Regions from separate parts of the Ovis aries genome. Here region 2 is linked to region 1. The links are chromatin contacts, called in public Hi-C maps. All regions are on one chromosome and are shown on one strand. Each heading gives the region's core, a stretch centred on a gene start, on an enhancer-like site or on the middle of the called end of the contact. The rest is flanking DNA. Distances are from core to core; before and after follow the strand shown. Region 1 overlaps TNFAIP8 (TNF alpha induced protein 8). Region 2 holds the start of TNFAIP8 (TNF alpha induced protein 8).

Region 1 (5,885 bases), core at 2,218-4,717:
TGTGTAAATACCAATATAACTTTTAAAGCTATTTTGAAATGCTTTCTGTATTTCAATCCATGAAAATTTTTCCAACCTACCTGCAAAATAAAATGAAATCTACTTGTGGAAGTATTAAGTAAGGCTAAAAACAAGCCTAAGGTGTATTTTAAAGTACAAAAGGCCTTGTTTGTGAGTTCAAATTGCTTATTGGCTGTTAGAGGAAATGGCAGTGTCAATATTCTGACAAACCCCTACATAATGGGAGAACACAAATAAACACCGTTGGGTTTGCAGGTCTCTACAAGGTGTTCCTGACGCTATCAGATCACTGGGATCCAGGGGCGTCTGAGAGTTAGCAAACACACAGAAATTGTGAGAAGGAGAAATTTCATGTGCAAAGTTCTCCATCAGTTCAGAGCCCCATTTCTGAAGCATTTCAATCCTTCATCCACTTAGAAATGAAAACAGTCTACACGCAAACTCCAGAAGCCATCTTTTCTATCAACAGTCCTCAAACAGCCCTCAGCCTCCTAACGCTCCTCCACACTCAGAGTTCTTGCAAAAGAAAAGCAGTGATTTATCTGAACACAACCACTTGAAAGCTGTGACCAAAGGTTATTTCCCTGTAGACAGCAACACCATGGTGCTTAGTCATCAATTCCGACAAAGGTGTTACAACCAAATTAGTCTGGGCACTTTTAACTCACCTAGTTTCGGCATTTTCCCCCGTATCAATCAGAAGAACAGCTTCCCAGAGTCTCAGCAGTCACACAGACCAGAGGAACACACATAGCCACCCTGCCGATGTCTTTTCCACAGCATCTGTACTGCCTTCAGGGAGTCAGTCTTCCCTGAGAATAATTCAAAGAATTTGTCCCATCCTTTCAAAAAACCAACCATAAGCATACCAAACCAATGCACGGAAGACACTGGTCAACAACAGTCACTTAAAAGTTGTCCTGCTTGTTATTCTGGAAGCCGGGTTTCGTCACCTGTAGCGGAATGCATTGTGTAGCTTTTTGTTGTGAATCCAGAGACGTCTTAATGTCCACAGCAGGGACGGACTGGGTGCTGCCTGCACTCGCTACCCATAAACTATGACTGCACGGGGACACAGGGATCACCTGTGATAGGAGGACGGGAGACAGTTTCAAAATCAAGCAGAAACAGGAAGTCTAATGTTTCCACATGAAAGAAAAGAGGAGCAGATACTTCAAAAAAAAAAAAAAAAAAAGGGAGCAGCCCTAATCATAGATGCCCGGAAAAAAATTAAAAAAACTCATTTCTTCCTGGCCTGTAGAAACATGAATGTCTATTAATAGTAAGTGTTGCTTAAAGGTGTTCTGGTTCTCAAGAGAGCTAGAGAACCGAGTTCGGACAACTTTGCTACTTAAAATCATTAGCCTTTTGCTTTTGAAGAGAATATAAGGTCTTTATAAAGAATGTATGTATGCCTGCATCCATGCCCATGCAATACGCACAGGTACATACATAGAGATACAGGCACATGTGCGTTCTAACAGTCTGTTTAGAAGCTTATTTATTAACCTGGGCATTTGACAGTTATCATCACCCACAATTCCTTCCCTCATCCATCCCCCCAGGCATGGTTTGGCCAGTCCCACTTCACGTGCACTTCCTCTGTGAATCCTTTTCCTAAAGATCCCAAATGGGTGTTAGGATCTCAGCCTCTTCCTTTAATTCCCACAGCACCTCACCTGAGCTTCCTTTCTGGGATCTTTTCATAGCTGTCCGTATGTGATCTATGGTGATCTATCTTATCTTCAACTCCATGGTAAGTTTCTTGACTTTATTCTTATCTTCTGCAGCAATAACACTCTGCTTTGAGCCTGTTTCTGCACATAGCAGAAACCATACCGAGTGGAATGCAATGGACAAATGCTTTACAGTCTGCTAGGTCAGGTTCAATTTTCAGCCAAGCCACTTCCTCGTTTTGTAGACTTGCAAGTTACTTCACCTTCTGAACAGTTTTGGTAAGAAAGAAGAATTATAGACAGAAGCTAAAGACAGGGAGCTCGTAGAGCAGTCCTCAAAGCCTTTGACTGTGTGGATCACAATAAACTGTGGAAAATTCTGAAAGAGATGGGAATACCAGACCACTTGACCTGCCTCTTGAGAAATCTGTATGCAGGTCAGGAAGCAACAGTTAGAACTGGACATGGAACAACAGACTGGTTCCAAATAGGAAAAAGAGTACGTCAAGGCTGTATATTGTCAACCTACTTATTTAACTTCTATGCAGAGTACATCATGAGAAACGCTGGGCTGGAAGAAACACAAGCTGGAATCAAGACTGCCGAGAGAAATATCAATAACCTCAGATATGCAGATGACACCACCTTTATGGCAGAAAGGAAGAGGAACTAAAAAGCCTCATGATGAAAGTGAAAGAGGAGAGTGAAAAAGCTGGCTTAAAGCTCAACATTCAGAAAACGAAGATCATGGCATCCAGTCCCATCACTTCATGGGAAATAGATGGGCAAACAATGGAAACAGTATCAGACTTTATTTTTTGGGGTTCCAAAATCACTGCAGATGGTGATTGTAGCCAGGAAATTAAAAGATGCTTAATCCTTGGAAGAAAAGTTATGACCAACCTAGATAGCATATTGAAAAGCAGAGACATTACTTTGCCAACAAAGATCCATCTAGTCAAGGCTGTGGTTTTTCCAGTGGTCATGTATGGATGTGAGAGTTGGACTGTGAAGAAGGCTGAGCGCTGAAGAATTGATGCTTTTGAACTGTGGTGTTGGAGAAGACTCTTGAGAGTCCCTTAGACTGCTAGGAGATCCATCCAGTCCATTCTGAAGGAGATCAGCCCTGGGATTCCTTTGGAGAGAATGATGCTAAAGCTGAAACTCCAGTACTTTGGCCACCTCATGGGAAGAGTTGACTCATTGGAAAAGACTCTGATGCTGGGAGGGTTTGGGGGCAGGAGGAGAAGGGGACGACAGAGGATGAGATGGCTGGATGGCATCACGGACTCGATGGACATGATTCTGAGTGAACTCCGGGAGTTGGTGATGGACATGGAGGCCTTGCGATTCATGGGGTCACAAAGAGTCAGACATGACTGAGCAACTGAACTGAACTGAACTGAACAGTATCTAACCCACTTCAGTTGCCTTTGGAGATATGAAGGCAACTCTCCTATGCTTCCCTAGGACTTGTAACTAGGAAATCAGGACATTCTTGACAGATTTAAGGATCGACAGTTGTGACAGATACCCAATGCCGGAGCATCATCTGTGCTCTGAGACAGGAAAAGAGGAAGCAGCTGCGACTTCTAGCCCTAGAAACAGCGCGACAGCTTGGCGGCGGAGGAATCTGTCCAATCCCTTACAAAGGCGACTGGTGCTCAGATGCAGGCGCGGTTCTCTATCTCTTTCTGGTGAGCTTAGCTCTGCAGCTGAAGCAAGGTTCTGCTCAGCACCCCAACACCCCCAGGCCCCACCCCGGGAGTGTGAGTGGTATTGCTGGTGATGGACGCGCCCCGGAGCTTCGCAGTGACAGTACATAAGCCATTTCATTAGGGAAGTCTGGGTGTGTCTTATCTTGTATTTCTCCTCCATCTATCTGCAACCACATAACAGTGGCTTTCAGAACACCAGCTTCTCTTGAGTGTGCACGCTCTCCACGTTATCTGGGCATCTCACAGCAAGGCACTATCACTTCAATCATTTCACTGTCCCCACGCCCAGAGAAAGCAGGTGACAAGCACAATTTCAAAGAGGTTAAGTAGATTATTGGACGAGGCCCTGCAAGCTGGGGCAGGACCGAGAGAGAAGCCATGAGACCCAGAACCATCTCCAAACACAGGCGCTCTCTCTGGCCTAGTTTCATTGACTGCTTATTACACACCCCAAGAAAGACACTTCCTCTATGGCTACCCACATCCTTATCAGCAGTGCATTCGACAAAATCAGCACAAGGATAATGCAGTTGATGGCTGCATGAAAATGTGCACCATTTGTTTATTTCAACAGATGCCATAGTCTCCAGGACAGAACTGGAAATGTCTGCGAAACACCTTGACCTTCATGCTTTGGCATTTCCAATTTTCTCCCTAGTCCTTAGGGCATGGTCTGGTGACAAGAGTACTGCTATCTTCTTTTCATTCAACCCTTCCCTCTTCCCGTCAATCCTATCTAGACCCCCCTTTTCAGTCTTCTTCCTGCCACCGCAGCCCTCTCAATGGCCTCCCTAAAGCCAGTGCCACAAACAGGGCCTCCTCTTTGACTCAACTTGATTCCCTTTGCCCCTCAGCTCTTCCGGGAGGAAGGAGTCATTGGCAAGGGAAGAAGGCAGGCTGAGGGGGGATTATTCCAGGGCCTGAGTCTGGTAAAGTGCTCCAGAAGCACTTTCTGAATGCTATCACAGAGACAGCGAATGGTCACCTCTTACCTGAAAAGGCTTGTGCCAACAGGAGCACGTGTTTCATGCCTGGAGGAGAGCAGAGAAACCCTACCAGATGCTGAGCAGCGTGTGTGATTTCCCTGTGTTCGCTCACTCTCCCTGAAACCCTGGGAGGTGGGCACCATGATTCCTGGGTTGTAGCCGAGGAAACCAAGCTCCATAAATGTAACATACTTGCTCAGGGCAAGGCCAGCATGGGTACACGGGATCTCTTATTCCAAATTGGTTGGCTTTTTCCTTGTCGTATCATATCACGAAAGGGTGATATGGTTCACCAGAGAGCACACACAGGGGACTGTCTGGAAAATAAAGAGAACACTTGGCAGCCCACCGTTTAAGGACAGGCAGAGCAGTGAGTTCACCAATGTGAACTGGAGCTGCTGGGGGCCAGAGCCGGCCGCAGGGCAGGAGGTTTGGGGGGCAGATTTCTCAAGTCCATCCTCACACTGATTGCCCTTCACAGCCTCCCCACAAGGGGCTGCATAAAAAAGAAGTGTGGGAAGGCACATTTTTCTATCACATAGTATTTCTTAGTTTCCAGTATAAGTTTTATAAAATGTTACTCAGAAGCAGGCAAACAAATGAATAAACAACTCACTACTAGCTGCAGTACAGTGACGTCAACAGCCAGATCGTAGCACTCTAGAATGAGCATTTATGTCTGTTGTCCTAGGACGCTCAAACCTCTCTTCACACTCACACCACCAACGAAAACATTAAATCAGCCTTTAGGAAGCACAGAAACACTGAGTGCCTGTTGCAATAAATATGCTGGCACTTGAACGTGGTTTATTTTCTGCTGAGCTGAGTATAAACAGAGTCTTGACATTTTATAGCATTCTTGCATTGCAAACCTTCATGTGAAACTGAACATGAGCCCTCATAATAAAATACTCCACTAATTAAACTCTAAATTTGCCAAGAAAAACTCTCCAATGGTAGAGTAAATTTCTCTATAAATTTCTAGAACTTCTTGTGAATATCCAACACACGGTATTTCCCAATTTGAATTCCTAACCTCCTGTCACCAAACCTGATCATTTTCCTCTCTGTTTTAACCTCTATGGATCCCATCATCCCCCAGTCATTGCTGATTCCTCTCTTGCTTTGGACGGTCTCTCATTCACCAAGTTCTGCTGTCTTTCCATCTGTGCTTCTCTCATTCTCATTTGGATTTTGTTAAAACCTGTGCATTCAAGGTGGCAGAAGATGTTTTCTTAAAAAGACAGCTTTCCAGAGAAGACCATGAAAGCAGTTATACTTTCTATCCCCCTTTAGACGACAGTGAGCTTTGTCATTTTGTAGTTTTACCCATGTGGCTATTTTGAAACCTGTATTAAAAGCAAAAACCCAACTTTCAGAAATGTTTCAGTTTAGCGAGCCATCAGGAATTATACCCTGTCTTGAGTAAGGTTTCTCCTTGATTTTTGGCCCCCAGGAAACACATACACACACCAGTTTTGACC
Region 2 (6,732 bases), core at 1,005-3,504, 68 kb after region 1:
CACTCACTACACAGAGGAAGACTATATCCAGTAACATAGTAGAAACAGAAAACTGAGAGATGACAAACATAAGTAGATTTTCTAGCTCACGCCACCCCTTTTCTCACTAGATTTAAACAGAACAAAAGGTACTAAGATTAAAGTCTCCTTAAAGAAAAAAAATGTAAGGGACCATCTGTGTAGAATTACTACATTTGGGGGGGAATCTTCTTGTATTCAATATTTTATTGATCATTCTTAAATTAGCAGCTAATCTAGATGGATATAATGGCTTAGAAGGCTTATTTCTGTTAATGCAAAGACCTTAATACCAAACATTCAATGTCTAAGGTATCCATATTTTACAGGGAGGAAGATGGTAGTCCATTTTCCTATACTTTATTTATTCAAGTTACAGGTATAAACTCAAAAGCCAAGCCAAGAAGTGGCAGAGCCAAGTAGTACATATGGGGCGGACTGGTACTCGCAAAACAATCTACAAAAAAGCCAGCTGTGTCACCATAACTTGCTGACTTAACTCCCCACGACAGATCTAATTAGAAGGTGGCAATAAATCTCTCCAGGTGTTTAATTAAGTGTGATAATTATTTCTTTCCTTAAAGAGGGATGGAATCATATGTTTACATTTCAAAGCATAATGTTTCCTTAGTTAAAACACTGTGGAAATACTTTTCTGAAACACAGGATTCAAACCAGGATAAAAATATCTGCTGTGATAAGCAGCACTTAAAGTGATTTATCAGCTCTAAGTTTCATATGCCAGGGCACAATGGCAACTTCAAGTCTGCTGTTCTGGTTATTTCCTTTAGCTATATAGTTTTGTTTTCCTTATGCCTCAATGAATAATTTCTACTCCATATGCCATTTTCCTGCCAGCATCTCATAAATGAAGTCTTATCAAGAAAGTGGGAAACCACTATGGGCATCCCTACTTCACAGCAAGAACATGACAAGAATAAACCGAGATACAGAAGAATTCAGAGACAGTTATAATTGGATGGGACCTCAGCAACCAGGGAATCATTTTACAGGTGGATTAGAGTACTGTCCTACTATCAATTAAATATAAATATGTTTTTTAGGGCAGAAATACACCCTGTATTGAAATAGTATTGACCTCCCCAATAAAAATTATGTACAGAAGGGTCGAATTATCAGTCTTAAGTAGCTCAAGGATTTCCGTTGTTTCAACATTGAGCACCCAACTCTCTTCCTCCTTCCTTGCTTCTCTCAGGGTACTGCGCCTCCTACCCAGTGCTATGTTTTAGGAAGTCAGTTGGCTTTAGCAAAACGGTGTTACTGAATCAATGAAGATCTTTTGGCCCCTAAACCCTGTTGGTCAACCTGGTGTTGAACTTGCCTACCAGCCGCCCAGGTTCTGAAGGCGCCCAAGTGTTCTTGCATCAGGTGCTGAGCGCGCAAAGACACGAACTCGCGCGCGCGCGCGCACACGCACACACGCGCACACACACACACACACACACACACTTTCTTCCTCAAAGGAAGTCTCCACCGAACGGTCTCAAGGCAAAACTCTAGTCGCTGCCCATTTTACAATGCAGGGTTGGATTACAATCTCAGGCCAGCATCTCGGTCTGCAATCTGGGACATTCTGATAACCGGGGCGGTCCTTTCGACAGCAGGAGCTGTGACCAGGAGGGCGTGATACGTAGCGGGGCCCCCATCTGCAGAAGGAACAGTAAGCGGCTCAGGGCAGGAGGGTGGAAGTTAAGGGGTCATCAGCTCGAGTCGGTAAGGGCTCCCAGCTGGAGGTCTCAGATTATCTCGGCGACACAGGAACTGGGTAAAACTCCGGGGAGTTTCCGGAGCTGTGCGCGCCTGCACACACACACACACACACGCGCGCGCACACACACACACACACACACACACACACACACACACAAGCTCAGACGCACGCACTCACAGCCACTCACATTTACTTCAGAAACTCTCTGTGAGCTGAAAGCTTGCCCCCAAGGAGCACCCCGCAGCCCAGAGGCCGGGGAAGTTCTGTGAGGATGTATGCGGGACCGGCGCGCCCGGGAGGCACTTACTCTCAAGAGGGGCCGGGTGGCGCGGGGACGCTAAGAGGCGAGCTGGGCGAGGTTACGGCGCGGAGCTGCCTAGCCCCTTGAACGATCGCGGGCTGCCGCGGACTCACCAGCAGAGCGCGGGCCAGAGACGGCGGGAGAAAAGGAGCCAGGGGCGGGAGAAAAGGAGCCGGGGGCGGGGACAGGAGGAAGAGCTAAAGGGCCAGGGGCGGGGCGGGAGGAGGATTTAGGAGACTGGGGGCGGAGCCGACCGAGGAGGAGGAGCCGGAGGCCGGGGGCGGAACGTGCGCGGAGGAGTTAAGGGCCGGGGGCGAGGAGAACCCGGGATTCAGAGGCGGGGCCTGGCACTGCAGGTCAGGAGTGGCCAGGGCTCGGGGAAATGCGGAGGAGGGCTGGACAGCGGCTCAGGAGCTGGACTTGAGCTGCAAGGCAAGACCTTTGGGCTCAAGGAGCGAGGACCGGCTGAGGAGATACGCAGGGAAGAAGTTACTTTTTGGGTCTTTCGGTTTCTTCAGCTATGAAAGTGAGATACCAGTCTCAAGTTTATAGAGTCTCTTAAGTGAGCTCATGCCAGGCACCTAACAAGTACGCATGTATTATCTATTATCTGTTGCCATTAGCTTCGTCGTAGACATCATTTTCCGTATAAGCCCCTAAATCCCGCCTGCCCTTTTTTTCTTTTTCTTTTCAGCCTTTGCTGACCTCAAGTCTACCTGGCAATAGCTGATGCATAAGTGATTCCTAAGTTTCCATTCGCGAGGGATGCAAGAGTTAACTTTTAAGAGTTAAAGGGTCATTGGATCCCAGCAAGTCAGTGTGGTCTAAGCCACCTCTGCGGACTTCAATGACTGCCCATACCCACAGAGTCTAAGAGTGGCTATTTACCGGAATGGGGCAGAATCTGGGCCCTGAACCCGAGGTAGTCATTCTCAAGGGCAAATGTTGCCAGACCTTCTTGGGAGTGTGACGAATCCATCCTTCATTAAGCACCTACTATATGATGGTTCTGTGCAGAGGGCTGGAAATATTAGTAATACTGTCAAAACTTCGTATGTGCTGGTCACTGTTATAATCCTCATAACAACTTATAGATCCTATAGCTACCTTAGTTTCGAAAAACTGAGATCATGGCTTCCGGTCTCATCACTTCATAGCAAATAGATGGGGAAAAAATGGAAACAGTGACATGCTTTATTTTCTTGAGCTTTAAAACCACTGCAAATGGTGACTGCAGCCATGAAATTACAAGACGTTTGCTCTTCGGAAGAAAAGCTATGACAAACCTAGACAGCATATTAAGAAGGAGAGACATCACTTTGCCAACAAAGGTCCATATAGTCAAAGTTATGGTTTTTCCAGTAGTCATGTATGGATGTAAGAGTTGAACCATAAAGAATGCTGAGTGCTGAAGAATTGATGCTTTCAAGCTGTGGTGCCGGAGAAGACTTTTGAGAGTCCTTTGGACAGCAAGGAGATCAAACCAGTCGATCCTAAGAAATCAACCCTGAATACTCATTGGGAGGACTGATGCTGAAGCTGACGCTCCAATCCTTTGGCCACCTGATGTGAAGAGCCGACTCATTGGAAAAGACTGTGATGCTGAAAAAGATTGAGGGCAGGAGGAGAAGGGTGCAACAGAGGATGAGATGATTGGATGGTATTATCAATTAATTGAACATGAGTTTGAGCAAATTCGGGAAAATAGTGAAGGACAGGGAAGGCTAGTGTGCTGCAGTCCATGGGGTCAGAAAGAGTTGGACACAACTGAGTACTGAACAACATAGCTACCTTAGTTTTACAAAGAGAAAGGGAGGCATAGCGAAATAAAATAATCTACCAACATTTCACATTTAGTGAGTGGCAGAGTATGGTTGGGACACAGGAAAGTAAACACATTTGGGTTTAATGACCACAATAGGAATATTCAGAAGGTTCAGAGATGTTTAGGACACTGTCCTGTGGGGAGGGGAGAGTCAGGAAGATTTTTCTGAAGGAGGTAATGTCTGAGCTCAATTTATAAGAAGGAATGGGAGCTTCCTTCTTCTAAGGAAGGACATGGTAAACATTTTTCAAGCATTAAGAAGGGTTGGTGAAGAAGTAGAACAATAGAAAAAGACCAAATCTAAGTGTTTTCTTCCTGTAGGAGTTGAAGAACATTAATTTGAGCATGGGAGACATACCAAATGTTCTAGAAAGGTTTCTCTGAAAACAGCATAGAAAACATCAGAGCTGGGAAATTTGCTTATGAAGTAATTGCAAGGATGGATGTTAGGATACAGCTCTATTGCTGCTGCTGCTAAGTCGCTTCAGTTGTGTCTGACTCTGTGCCACCCCATAGATGGCAGCCCACCAGGCTTCCCTGTCCCTGGGATTCTCCAAGCAAGAACACTGGAGTGGGCTGCCATTTCCTTCTCCAGTGTATGAAAGTGAAAAGTGAAAGTGAAGTCGCTCAGTCGTGATACAGCTCAGTCGTGTCTAACTCTTTGTGATCCCATGGACTGTAGCCCACCAGGCTCCTCTGTCCATGGGTATTCTCTGGGCAAGAATACTGGAGTGGGTTGCCATGCCCTCCTCCAGGGGATCTTCCTGACCCAGAGGTTGAACCCAAGTCTCCTGCACTGCAGGCAGATTCTTTACCACCTGAGCCACCAGGGAAGCCCTAGGATGCAGCAGGAGGCAGAATATGAATTTCAGGAAAGATGTCCCCACCCAAATCCCCAGAACCTGTGAATATGTTACCTTACATGGCAAAAGGGACTTGGCAGGTGTGATGAAGGCCAAAGAGAATGAGATGGGGAGATTATCTTGGATTATTTGGGTGGATCTAATCTAATTATATGATTCCCATGAAGAGGATGAATGAGTCAGAGAGATTCAAAGTATGAAAAGAACTTGACCTGGGTCAGGAGCCAAGGAATGTGGGTGGCCTCCAGAAGCTGGGAATGGACCTCAGCCAACAACAACAACAAAAAATGGGAATTTCACTCTAACACCATAAGGAAATGGATCCTCCCTTAGAGCCTCTGGAAAGGAATTCAGCTCGATTGACACTGAGTTTATCCTGGTGAGACCCTCCTCCCCCACCACTACTGGACTTCTGACCAGAAATGTAAAACTGTAAAGTAATAGATGTATGTTGTTTTAAACTCTTAAATTGGTGTTAATTTGTTTTGGCAGTAATAGGAAATAATTATAGACGCTGAATGCTTAAACTAAGTGGATGGAAAGATGGATTCAACACTTATAAGGCCCTGGAGATTGATGGGATGTGGGGGCTGAAGGAAGGAGATTAATCTAGGTTGATTTACTGGGTTTCTGGATTGGCAAGGCTGTCTTTGGTGATGCCACCCAGTGGAGGAGAGGACAAAGGCAGGTCTTTTTAGGATTAAAAAGGTTTACATACTTGCAGGCCTTCCCTACTCCTTAAAATCATTAGAAACAGTCCCCAAAAGTCCATGGGCGGTGATACTTGTTACTGCCTAGTCTTCTAGAAATGGATCTGCTCTGTGTAAGCTGGATGACTTTGGACAGAGCACAGAGCGTCAGTAAAACTTGGCTTCTTCTACTGTGTGGGATAGGAGGAGCCCCATCTGCATGATTCCTGGGTCAGCCAGGATGTCATGGTATCTATAACCTCAACCCAATAACTTGCACCATTGCTTAATTTCAGTCTCCCTTGCCTCAAGCTGTGCCCTGAAGCAGCACTCTCCAGAGATACTTCTATTTATACATAAAGATTCTTTAATCTTTTTCTTTATCATTCCACAGCCCTACTATGGCCTCTCATCCTTGGTCTTCACATGCTTTCTTTACCTCGTGCAGACCTGCATTTCTATTGACTTCGCTTCCTACCAGCCTAACCTGAAGAGCCAGCACCTCATTCACTCACTGCTAATGCCTCTCATTGCTTTATTCCATCGTCCTTTCCTTCTCTTACTTGGCACATCTTTCTATCCAATCCACATATTCGTATGTGCTACTTAAGAACCAAAAGATGTGAAACCTGATGCTCTGCAGGTTCATGATCTCTGATCTGTTAAATCCTCAAGCAGGCTTGCATCACTGATAGAAAGAAGGGAGTTCGATCTTTATCCCTTTCCTCAAGACATCTTTCACACCCCTAATCCTTCCTACACTTGATACACAATTTTACCTATTTCAAAGAAAATATACAGATCATCAGTACAGAATTTTCTCTACTTAGCCCAGCTAACAAAGATGCCATTTACATCCGCAATCACCTTGACTTCCTTTCCTCTGATCCCGGTGGATCAGAGCAAACCCATTCATCAGCTTTCAGGGTCCCTGAGGAGTCCTCCCTTCTATTTACAGAGGCTGTATTCTGTTGAATATCCATTCTTTTATCTTCAACCTCTCAATTTCTATACTTTCCCCACAAAAGATTTTTTTTTAATGCTAAAATAATAAAATTTAAATAGCACCACGGATCCTACCACCTTCTCTCACCTCTTTACTAGGGCTATCTAGACCTGACAGTAGAAACAATGCGGAGTGGCCGGTGCCTCAGTGCTTCCTTTAAGGGACCTGGGAAGGAATCTCTACAATTCCAGGAAATGTGTGTCATTGTTAGCAAAGAACAACCAGTCTTGCTTCTCTTGAATAAAGGCATAGGACTCCACCTTGCTTCATAGTGTGATGCTATTTAGAAATTAACAAG

Evidence for each region. Hi-C and Micro-C count contacts between places; a contact is called where the count stands out from the background.
Region 2: a contact with region 1 is called in a Hi-C map of blood, with 4 times the contacts expected there. The contact joins the promoter of TNFAIP8 here to the enhancer-like site in region 1. A contact is called at or near these places in 5 of 16 Hi-C or Micro-C datasets (blood, hypothalamus and tail adipose tissue).

What each region holds. Positions count from the first base shown.
Region 1 is chr5:32,271,599-32,277,483 of ARS-UI_Ramb_v3.0, forward strand. The region is part of intron 2 of TNFAIP8 (TNF alpha induced protein 8); the gene reads right to left. Among named protein-coding and RNA genes, the nearest start is that of TNFAIP8, 69 kb to the right of the region's middle. Within about 2 kb of position 3,468, at least 6 of the 54 cell types and tissues checked have an H3K27ac peak or open chromatin away from gene starts, as enhancers often do.
Region 2 is chr5:32,340,842-32,347,573 of ARS-UI_Ramb_v3.0, forward strand. TNFAIP8 (TNF alpha induced protein 8) reads right to left here and starts at 2,255. Exons shown (of 3, transcript XM_060416349.1): 1 at 2,165-2,255. LOC132659878 (a long non-coding RNA gene) reads left to right here. Exons shown (of 2, transcript XR_009600842.1): 1 at 1-1,699; 2 at 2,746-6,502.